Regions from separate parts of the Urocitellus parryii genome. Here region 1 is linked to region 2. A link is a contact called in public Hi-C data. All regions are on one chromosome and are shown on one strand. The core of a region is the stretch at or near the end of the contact, and the rest is flanking DNA. Distances in the headings are between cores, read along the strand shown.

Region 1 (5,598 bases), core at 2,370-4,869, 380 kb before region 2:
CTGTCACATTTTTGCTTACCTTACATGAAAGGATGTTACCAAAAGCAGAAAATGTATCATACAGTGCTTTATTATCAATGGATTTGTCCAAATTTTTAATGAATATGTTGCCTACTCCACTTTTGCGAAGCGATGGATCGCGCTGAGACCACATGATGCGTACTGGCTTGCCCTTTATAACATCAAAATTCATGGTGTCCAAAGCACGCTCCGCTGTAAGAAAAAAAATTTCTGAGTGAATATTACTGTAAAAACTTTGGCCTTGTAAGTTTTTATTACTGTAAAAACTTCAAGATGGTTGGACTTTTCAAGTACTATACCCTAGTCTAGCTATACATTGTATAATGCAAAAAGAAAAATAATCAGAAGCCTCAGACTTCACATATGAAAGAATGGCATATTGATAATGTATTTGTGAAACAATCTTCCCTCAAATGCCATTAAGTTTAAAAGCACCTTTTTGTTCCTAGGCATCATAAAACAGAGATTCCTTCTCATACAATCTGTTAAAAGCAACACAAAAGACTAGGCAATTGTACATTATCAATAGGCTGAAAACAGTTTCTGGACGTAATCACTTCTTCCTATTTGTCAAAACTGGTCATTCCATTGCTCATCACTGCCAACAGTTCACTCAAAAAACAAAAATTAGTTCCCGAATTTGGATTTTCATAACTACCTATTTACCATGGAAAGAAATGTAAAGCTACAGCAAGATCTGAATAATGTCTAATTTTTGGACATACTGATTGCATAATAATCTCATAATTTTTGAATATCTTGATCTACAATAGATACAACTCACTTTTAACACTTTCTTGACACACAAAATTAACTTTATCTTAGCCTCTGGTTTATTTAACAAGTGACAATTTACTCAAGTTTTTCTGTATAGTGCTAGAAAATTTGAAAATCTATCCTACAATTAATTTTGGAATCTGTGAAAGCTTGTATGTGCACTTCTACCCATTAAAGAAACACTAAAAACTAAATAGAAAAACATAACTTAGGTAAAAAGACTAATCTCTATAAAAATAGTCCATTTGAAGCATTGAAACAACTTGACAAATTCCATGCTAACGTTAACGTAAAGTTATTGATGGGACAAAATTTCCAGCAACTTTCTATAAATAAAAGTTCCAGCTTCTAGAATATCCTGATAATCAGCTGTCAGCTCATTATCAATTGACCACACCTACTCAGCTCCCCCAGTTTTTTTTTTTTTTTAGCTGACTGTGCTTGAGAGTCTTTTGAATGAGTCACCTCTTCCTGTTAAATGGAATACTGGTCACTTTCTGAGGCTATTCCATCAGTGCAGCAATATTTCTTTTTTTTAAAGGAAATAGAAAAACTACTTGGAAAGATGATAAATTGTACCTATACAAATCCCAAGAAATAAAAAAAATAGATTTTTGGGATTTAAAAGTGTGACACTTAAAAAAAAAAAAAACTTTCAAGTTACCATGTTTCTAGAATTCATCTATTTATTTTTTACCAAGTTTTTATGTTGTGATTACTTGCTGCAAAAGGTATCTTCCCTAATCTTATATCCAGTGATATATACTACTCAGACTTCAGAACTGTTATGAAGTGATACTTGAAGTGACTGTCTGCAGAGCAAAAGGGCAGGAAAACTGCAGTGCAGTTCTACAACAACTTCTGGTTCCTTGTCACTCAATATTCCGCCTTACCCAAAATCTCAGTATAAACGCTGTCTATTGAAAAACTCATTAACTAATTGAACTTAAGTTTATTTCTATAAATGAAAATAAATATGGAGGGGGCATAATTGGGTCAGATATAAAACTCTTGGTCAGACCCTACCTTTATCAAAATTTGTTAACTCTTTTTAACTTTAAAATAAAAATACAAAACTATTTCCATCTATTCTGTATCCAATCATTTCAAGATTCACGACACTCTGGATCATTTTAAAAATAAAAAGAAACTTGAACTATTTGAGTTAATGGTCAGTCCCCCATATTACACTAATGAGTGCCATTTACAGCCAAAACTAGCTAATATATCTAAAGAAAAACTCCTTAAAACCACAGGAGCTATTTCAGGAAAAAGAAAAAAAAATCACGTACATATATGCACAGAACACATTACCAGTACTATAAACTAAGGACCAATTTGATAAAACTGACCTAAATTGTCTGGGAAACTGTCATTTAAAAGATTTTCTTCCATATCCCCTCCTCCCATCACCCTACATTTAGTGCAAGAAAAATGCTTGTCTAGGGGAAAACCCCAAATTCATGTCCCACTGGTCATTTGCGTTTCATCAATCACTAAATCCTTTAAAAAAAAAAAACAAAAAACCACAAACCTGAGGACCACCACCACACATTACCTTATTAACTTTATTCTAAGGCCTTGTGGTCGTCCCCTGCCAACCCTAGCTATTGGACCAGTAGCAGAACAGGCCTTGGGCCTGTGAGGTTACAGGGTTCAACACGTGGTATTTTTCGAGCACTGAATTGCACTTCCTTCAGAGACCCGGGCGCCGGCCAGAGCCCTGGGTGGTGTCAGCGCCTACACCTACTCCCTCAGAAAGGTGCTCAGCGACCCGCACCCCAGAATCCCGCGGTTACTGGCGGGAGCGCAGTAGAAGAAGCGTATTTCTCCCACCCCCCTGGCGCGTCATCACCCTAAAGTTTGAGAGCGGCTGAAGACGAGAAAATGGTCGCAAAGGAGGAAGTGGCCGGGCATGCAAGGGGCGTGCGGCTGCCGGCTGCCCCCGGGCAGAGTAACGTGGCTCCGGGAGACACAGTCAGGGGTGCCCGCGCCCGAGCGTCTCCCCTCCGGTCCTCGGGGACTGACATGCCTTCCTGCTCCCCTCCCCGAGCCCGCCGGCCTAGCCACCCGCCTCCTTCCGAGCCTCATGGCCGCCCGCCCGCCGCCCTCCGGGCCTCGCTCTCACCGTCCGCCGGCTGCTGGAAGTTCACATACGCGTAGCCCAAGGAGCGGCGGGTGATCATGTCCCTGCAGACCCGGATGGAGAGGATGGGCCCGGCCGGGCTGAACTTCTCGTAGAGCATCGCCTCGGTCACGTCGGGGTGTAGGTCCCCCACGTAGAGCGAGGCCATGGGGTAGCTGGGGGCGCTGGGGTTCATCTCGGCACGGCTGCCCGCAGGGCCACAGGCCGCGACCTTTCCGTGAGAGGAGGAGAGCGAGTGCTGGGGCCGGGGGCCGGAGCCGGGGGGAGGGGAGCGGGGGCAAGCGCAGAGGGACAAAAATCAACCGGAATCGAAAACTACTCAACGGCCGCAGAACGGGGTCGATCAGCTGCCGCGGGCGGAGGGCTGCGGGCTGGGAGCGAGGCTGGCGGTGTCGGGTCCGGGCGGCGGGAAGGCCTCGGTCTCTTGGTTCCTTCTTGGAGCTGCTGCGGGGCCGCGGGCGGGCGGGTCGGTCTCGGCTGCTTCACCGGGTTATTTTATAAAAGAGGAAGAAAAAAAATAAAAGTCTCCGGCGGGGGAGACGCGGATTTTTTGTAAATTTTTTTTGGGTTTTTTAAAAGATTTTTTTAGATTTTTTTTGGATTTTTTAATAATAAATGTGTGTTCCGAGCCCGGAGCACACACTCCGCACTCTCAGCACTAACCGCCGGGGAGAAGGGGAAGCACCGCCTCCTGCACCCTCTACTTATACCCCCCGCCGCACTCGCCCCGCCCCCGCGCGTCTGACGCCAGGGCCCTACGCGAGCGTCGGCGCCGGAGGAGGAGGAGAAAAGGAGGCGAGGGGGCGGAGGGAAGAGAAAACAGGAGGAGGAAAAAGCAGAGAGGAAGGGAGAGGTGGCGGCGGCGGCTGCTGCGGGTGTGGGGGTGGGGCTAGGGCGGAGGGGCGGGGTTTCTGCGCACGCGCCGCGTCCGGGGGCGGGGCCACGCTGCGTAGGGCCGTGGGGGAGGGGAGGGCCGCTCGCGGGCGGTCCTCGGAGGAGTCGCTGGGACGGCCCCTCTTCGCGCACACCCCGCCCCCACCTCCACCGGGAGGAGCGTTAACCCGTCACCGCGGCGGTGGGCGGTGCGCGGGGCTTCCGGGTTCCTCAGCGCCAACCTCCCCCCACGTGCGCGGTCGACAGGGCCTTCTTCCCGCCGCTGCCACCCGGCTCCACTCGCTCGGATCCCGAGGGAGGCTGGGCACCAGTGGGCCGGTGTGATCCCCTGCAGGCCCAGTTTCCGAAACGTGCGTGGAGGGAGCCGGGGTGGCTGTCCCTTTCTCCTACCCGGACCGCACTACGAGTCCCAGCGGGCAGCGCCGCCGCGCGCGTCGGCAGCAGAAGCGATGCCTGCTGGGAGCTGGAGTTCCCAACGGCCGCGACGCTCGCTGACCCCAACTGGCCACGGGTGCGGGCCGCCGGCTCGGGGACCCCAACCGTCCGGGGCGCTGGATCCTTGTCGTCGCCCTGCGGCACGCCCTAGAGGAGGGGGAGGGGGTTCCTCGTCTTTCTTGTCCTCTGGTCTCGGACCCCAGTTCTCCGACTGCCCACTGGATGCTGTTTGTTCATCAGAGTGGTTTTAATTTGGGAAAATTGCGTTGGGAGACTTTGGTCGCTTAATACTTTAAGGTGCTCTGTTGAAATCATTGAGTCGTGCTGATTTTGCCAGACATTTCTGTGTAGTGGAAAATAGGAATCGAGAAGTCTGTTTTTCCTTAAAATTATGAGTTTCTCACAATCACTTGTATAGGCACCAAAGTCCTGCAACCAGACATAATTAGGAATAATCCAAACTACTACAATTATAATACATGTTTAAAACAATTTTGTACATTAGTTATAGGCTTTAATAGAAATGCTAAATATAATTAATTGACAGTCATAATAGTGCTAGCTTTAGGAATTACATTAAGTCAACACATAAATTCCACTTTAAAATAGTAATGTGCTTTTACAGTTTTTAAAGCCCTTGCATAAACATCCAATCACTTGACAGCAATCTTGTGTGGGAGGTGGAATAAGTAGTAATAAATTTATTTTACTGTTAGGAGAACTGTCTCAAGTTAAATGATTGCTCAATTTATTCTTTAATTCGATAAACGATAATGCATTCGTACTATTATTGCCTGGTATGGACCACACACTTTGTTCTCATTTAAATTAGAATGTAAACCAACAGAATCCTCTAAGTGCTATTTTTCTCTTATCTTGGAAGAGGATAATATTTTTGAAAAAACATGTTACCCCATGTGCTTTACAAGGCAAAACAGCAAAACTTGGGACTGTACTTTAGAAAGACACCCATTACTAAACAATAAGCCACTGTTCAGTCTTTCAGAACTCTGTGGTTAAAATCAATCCGTCAGTATATTCGTCAAATACCATCAAGTGGAGAGTACTGTGTTTTTAAGAAAGATGACAGACCTAAACAAATTTTTGTCCTCATGAGGTAACTATATAAACATTAAAATCAGTGCATTTATCAGGTTGCGTCAATTTTCTGTTAAGTTCTAAATTGGTTTTCTTCAAAATAAAACGTTGAAAATTCCATGATTATGGTTTAAAAGAAAGCATGAATTCATTTTAGTATTTTTGTTATGTTACCGAACTGAGGCAATATTAAAAGCTAAAAGGGTAAAGGGAATCACCTCCAATAA
Region 2 (5,446 bases), core at 898-3,397:
TCAATCTTTATGTACACCAATGTTTTGTAACATTCTTAATGTCTCAGTATCAGAACCTATGTTAGAATACTCCAGTTATCTCTTTTATCTTAATCTTAACTCTTACACATAATGTATTTTATGTATGTTAATACACTGCTTCTGTGGATAAAATTGTTTTAAACAATTCTTAACAATTAAAATCCTAATCGTTAACACTGAAGAAAAATCTTACACAATGGCAGACCACTAATTCCATAAGTTTCCTTGCTATCTAGAAGCTATTAACTATTTTGATGACATGTTCATGCAGTGATCTGTACAATATCATAAGATGAACAAAATAAAACATTATATGACAGATTAACCCATTTTTCATTGCCACCTAGCAACAGTAACAAAAAGTCATAAGAACTTTAACAAAAAAGGTAGTTGTCGTTTGTTCTTATTTTTGAGACAGAAAACTAGGCAAAAGAAATTTTATCAAACAGGCTAACAGCATGGGGTAGGCCCCTAACTTCTGACAGCACACTGCATTGATTTCCTTTCTGAAAGCCAAAATGCAAACGAACAAACCACCTGCTTTTGGAAAGCTCAACTTAAGATTTGTTCTCAAACCAATCGAATTTTCTGCAAAATCTATGCATAACTTCTCCCTGATTAAATAAGACAAATGGAAGGGCAAGAAATCGTTTACAAATAACCTAAAAGCTGGTTTTTAATGTAACTCTTATTTAGTGTGCTTTTCCGAGGGGACTGCAAAAAGGGAAGTGTAGAACGGACGAGTTCTTTCAAAATGAGGAGCTTTCGCAGGAGGCAACAAGTAAGCCCTGTTCCAAAGATCCTTTTAAAAGCAAACCAAGAACTATGAAAAAGATTTTGGATTCAGGAAGTAGGCTGATTATCCGTAACCATCTGAAAGGAAGAGGCCCAGGCAGTAGTGCTCAACATCCTGACCCTAGCTTTTTAAACTACATCCATCTGGGGAGAAGGGCGGGAGAAATCACCAGAGTAAGGGCGCCTTCACTCAACACTCCAACAACCCAGCTGCAGCCTGCAGCACCTTTCACAGGTCTTCTCCCGCCTCAGTGAGCCCCCTCCTCCTTCCAGCCACCAAAGACCACATAACCCTCACCTACCCGCCAGTCCTCAAGGACCCTGGCCCGAGATTTGTCAGCTGGAGGCCTTGGTTGTACGAAACCCGGCCCCTAGGGTCGCCGAGAGCCCGGCCTCGAGATACCGACCAGCTGCTGTCGCCAGCGGGTAAAGTTACCGCTGCTCCCGCGGCCGGCCTGCGACCCGGCCACCTGCAGGGCCTGGCAGGCACCCGAGCTTCCCCTCCTTTCCGGGGCCCGCGCCGGGACGGGCCCCGCCGCCTCCCGGGAGGCCGGTGCCCCCGCGACCCACGGTCCCAGCCGCCCCTCGCCGGCTTCCCCCACCCTGATTCCCGGGCGTCCTGCGGCGTCAGCGCCGCCCCTGCCGCCGCTCACCCGGGCCGGGACAGTCTTGCGTCGGAGAGACCGCGCAGCGCGAGAGGGCCAGGGAAAGTCGCGGAGGGAAGGAAGGGGGAGCGCGCCCAGCACCGCTTCGGCCTCCTCCACCCGCCAAAGAGGGGAAAGAGGAGAGCCGGGAACACAACAGCCCGCGCCTCGCACACCCGCCGCCGCGCGCGCCCGAAGCCGCCTGAGCCTTAGGCAGGCCACTCGGCCTCGTGCCCGCGCACGCCGCGCCGCGCTCCCAGTCACCCCAGCGCCGCCAGCGCCTCGCGGCCCCGCCCCCTCGCCTTCCTGCGGCGGCCTCCCGCTCCACCCCTCTCGCACGCCTGCACCCTTCCGGTCGCGAGGGCCAATGGCAGCGCGCCCCTATTACATAAGCGCGAGGGGCGGGGCCTCGCGGAAGCTAACTGCAGGGGATGTCGCCTGCTGTCCCTAGGCGCTCCTCTCTTCCCGCGTGCTCTTTCTGGGCGGCTTCTACTCCTGGCCCTGGCAGCCACGTGATTTGGGTCCTGTCCTGGGACGGGGCCGCGGCGTGTTTCGCAAGTCTCCCACCCGCTCACTCACTCGGCCAGCAGCCCGGCCTCGGCCCCCGCGTCCCTTCTCACGCGCCTTCCCGTCTGGCGTGCCCGACTCGGTTGCACCCTTCCGTGCACCAGTTGAGGTGCCTGCCCGGGGCGGGCCCCGCAGAAGAGCGCCGGGGCCGCGCCGCATAGGGCACCCACCCGGACACCCTCCACCCGCGGCCCCCGTCTTTCGTAAGGCCGGGGCCGGACGGCCTTTTACGGGTACGCGCCGCCTTTGTTCTCTCACAGTCGCCTTTTACCTCATTCCCATGGAAACCCCCAGTATTTTTACCAACCTGGGGCTTTTAGTGAGTTCGAGATTTAAGACTGACTGCCGCGTTAAAAATTGCTAGCCAGGCCTCCTTGGCCGATTTAGACTGATTCCTAAAATTTACTGAGTAGCTAATTTGGAGTGGGGGGAGAGTAGAGAGGAAAGTTCACCCGCCCCCGCCCTGATTTACAAGCAATGACAGTACATTTCGAATATCTTATTGGTAGCAATTGTAATTATTTACATCTGCTGATGATCAGAAATGGCATTTTTGAAATGTTGCGTTAGTCTTAACCCTTTACCATTTTGGTTTCTAATTAGATTCATTAATAAGCCTCCCCCCAAAGGAAGCTTTTGCTTTTGATGTTCTCACTTGGTCCCTAGTCTTGAGTCTCCCAAATATGTCAGTGATTAGGAAATGTTAGTTGAATAACAATATATTATAAATTACCTGGAATGGGATATAGATGCCACAGACTTGTTTAAACTAGCCAGGAAGGAATTAGTTGCCTATTGAATTTTAAGTGGATAAAATACTGAATGAAATAAGGTATGCAGTGATCTTGAATGTGCAGTCCTCTCTGCTCATCCTTTCAGCCTCTCTCCCTCACTTTTCACACTCTCCCGTTATTGGCTGTAAATTATTCGTTTTAGTTTTGTTAATATCTTTCTGTTTCTAAGTTGTAAATCCATTTTCATCACCATATGCCCAGTGACTAGCAGTGTGGTTAAACATGTAGGCATTGAATAAATGGATTTTAATTGAATGGATTATGTCATATCATGAAGCTATAGCTTAGTCATTAGTCACCATAATCTCAATCTTTGTTTTGATCCTACTAATTGAGGGATGGGTTACTTGGAGGACCTAGAGATAGGAAATCATGAATAACAGTGGACAGTGGAAAGGGACAGTGAAATCTGGCTGGCATATATGCCTTAATTTCTAATTTATCTCTGGCATGTAGGTTAATATCTAAATGTAGTGAACTATTCAACTTGAGGGTTTATTAGAGAGCAAAAGGGACAATTCTGTTAATTAGATGACTCCTGTTTTAAAGTGGGATTAATATGTCATTTTTTTTAAACCATGGCCAAGATGAAGTAGTCAGAAAAGTTAGTGTTTAAGTTATATCTCCTTTGAGAACTTAGTACAAGTTATAGACTTTGCCTCCAGAAAGTTCATGTACATGTAAATATACATTAAAACTTACCCCTATAGGTGGGGTTTCAGATACTTGGGTTGGATGATGCTTTGTTTTGGGAGTCTGTTCTGGGTATGGTTGCATGTTTAGCAACATCCCTACTTTCTACCCACTGGATGCTGGTATCATCCCATCTTCAGTTGTGACTAAAAATATGTCTTTAGATGTTTTCAAATGTTCTCTAGGGTTAGAATTTCCCCTGGTTGAGAACCACTGCCTAGAGGATATGGTACTTTATATGATGGATAGAAATGGGTAAGATTTGACATCTGTGAAGTGATGAATGGTAAATGAAAGGCAGATGAATTAGCATTACTACAAGTTGATGTCCTTCCTGCTTATGTTGTCCTGCTTATGTTATAGAAATGTGATAGCAAATGGAATATGAATGCCTTAGGAGATTTTTGTACACGTTTCTGGTTTTAATTGTGAGTGCCACAGTACTTCTAACTGGTTTTTCTCTTCTGCCTTTATATAATTACTCTAAGTTATTGAGCAATAAGCACTTGCTTAGTTTCTGTCCATAATCAAAATCAGATTAAAATGCTTCTCTAAAGACCTGAAAGATTGCTTTATTTATTTGTATTCATGTAGAATTTTCTGAGGTAAAAGAGCTGGTGAGGAATCAATATATCATTTTCCAAGTAAACATATTCTGAATGACTTTTTCTAATTTATCTTTGGCATGTAGGTTAATATCTAAATGTAGTGAGCTATTCAACTTGAGGGTTTATTAGAGAGCAAAAGGGACAAGGTCCTGTCCCTATAGAGCCTTCTGTCAATAAGTACAATAAGCTCAAAAACATTTCCTTTGTTAGTTACTTCTCTTCTACTAAGCTTCTGTTTGCTGAGATAAATTTCTTGGGCTGCAACCGTGGGGCTGGGTCCTCTTGTCTTCTCTGTGCTCTTTTCCCTCAAAGAATCTTAATTGTTGTGGCTTTAAATACCAAACTTAAGATGACTCCCAACATTTCTGCCTGTAGTTCTTCTGGGTTCCCTATTGATATATCCAAGTGCCTAGTGCTCATCTCCACTTTGATGTTTTATAGACATTTCACATCTAATACCACATTGTATTGAATCTAAGAAGATGCTGATTGTAAGTCACATGTATGTCCATTAAAATTAAAAAAACTAAACTATAATACTAAAACACTGTAGGTTTCAGAGAAGTCAACGTAGGTTTAAAAACTGATGTGATTTATTGGAATAGCATCCATAAGAATAAAATAATTAGATATGGCTTTACCAGAGAGGTGCAAAATTTTTATTCTGAACACTAAACAACATTCCTGGAAAATATTAAAGAAGACTTATGTAAATGAAAAGACATCCTAACTTCAAAGGACCAGAAGACTTACTATTATAAAGATGAAAACAATCCCCAAATTTACCTATAGATTTTGTGAAATCCCATCAGAATTCCAGATGGCATCTTTATACAAATCAACAAACCTATTCTAAAATTCATATGGAAATTCAAGGAACTCAGAATAGCCAAAAATAGTCTTGAAATGAAGAACAACGTTGAAAGACACTTTCAAATTTCAAAACTACTACAAAACTACAGTAAGTAATTAAGACTGTGGGTGTTGGCATAAGAATAGACATATACATTAGTGGAATAGAATTGAGAATCTACAAATCTTCACATCTAGACAGCTGGTTTTGTATATAAGCATCAAAAATTTCAATAAGGGTAAGGAATAATATTTTCAGTAAATGGTGCTGGGACAACTGTATATCCACATGTTAAAAAAAAAAAAAATGAAGTCGGATCCCAACTGTATGTCATGTTAAAAAAAAAAAAAAAGCTCAAAATGGGTCAAAGACCTAAAACTAAAAATCCTTAGAGGAAAATATAGTAATAAATCTGCATGACCAAAATCTTTACAACAAGTGCTGGCACAATGGATGGGGAAAACCCACACC

Evidence for each region. Hi-C and Micro-C count contacts between places; a contact is called where the count stands out from the background.
Region 1: a Hi-C map of muscle shows a contact between it and region 2, with 2.6 times the contacts expected there. The contact joins the promoter of Pabpc1 here to the promoter of Znf706 in region 2. A contact is called at or near these places in 2 of 2 Hi-C or Micro-C datasets (liver and muscle).

Annotation. Positions count from the first base shown.
Region 1 is chr7:35,947,605-35,953,202 of mUroPar1.hap1, reverse strand. Pabpc1 (poly(A) binding protein cytoplasmic 1) reads right to left here and starts at 3,619. Exons shown (of 15, transcript XM_026383066.2): 1 at 2,927-3,619; 2 at 20-213. The coding sequence starts at 3,119.
Region 2 is chr7:35,563,125-35,568,570 of mUroPar1.hap1, reverse strand. It overlaps Znf706 (zinc finger protein 706), which reads right to left and starts at 2,147. Exons shown (of 4, transcript XM_077800865.1): 1 at 2,040-2,147.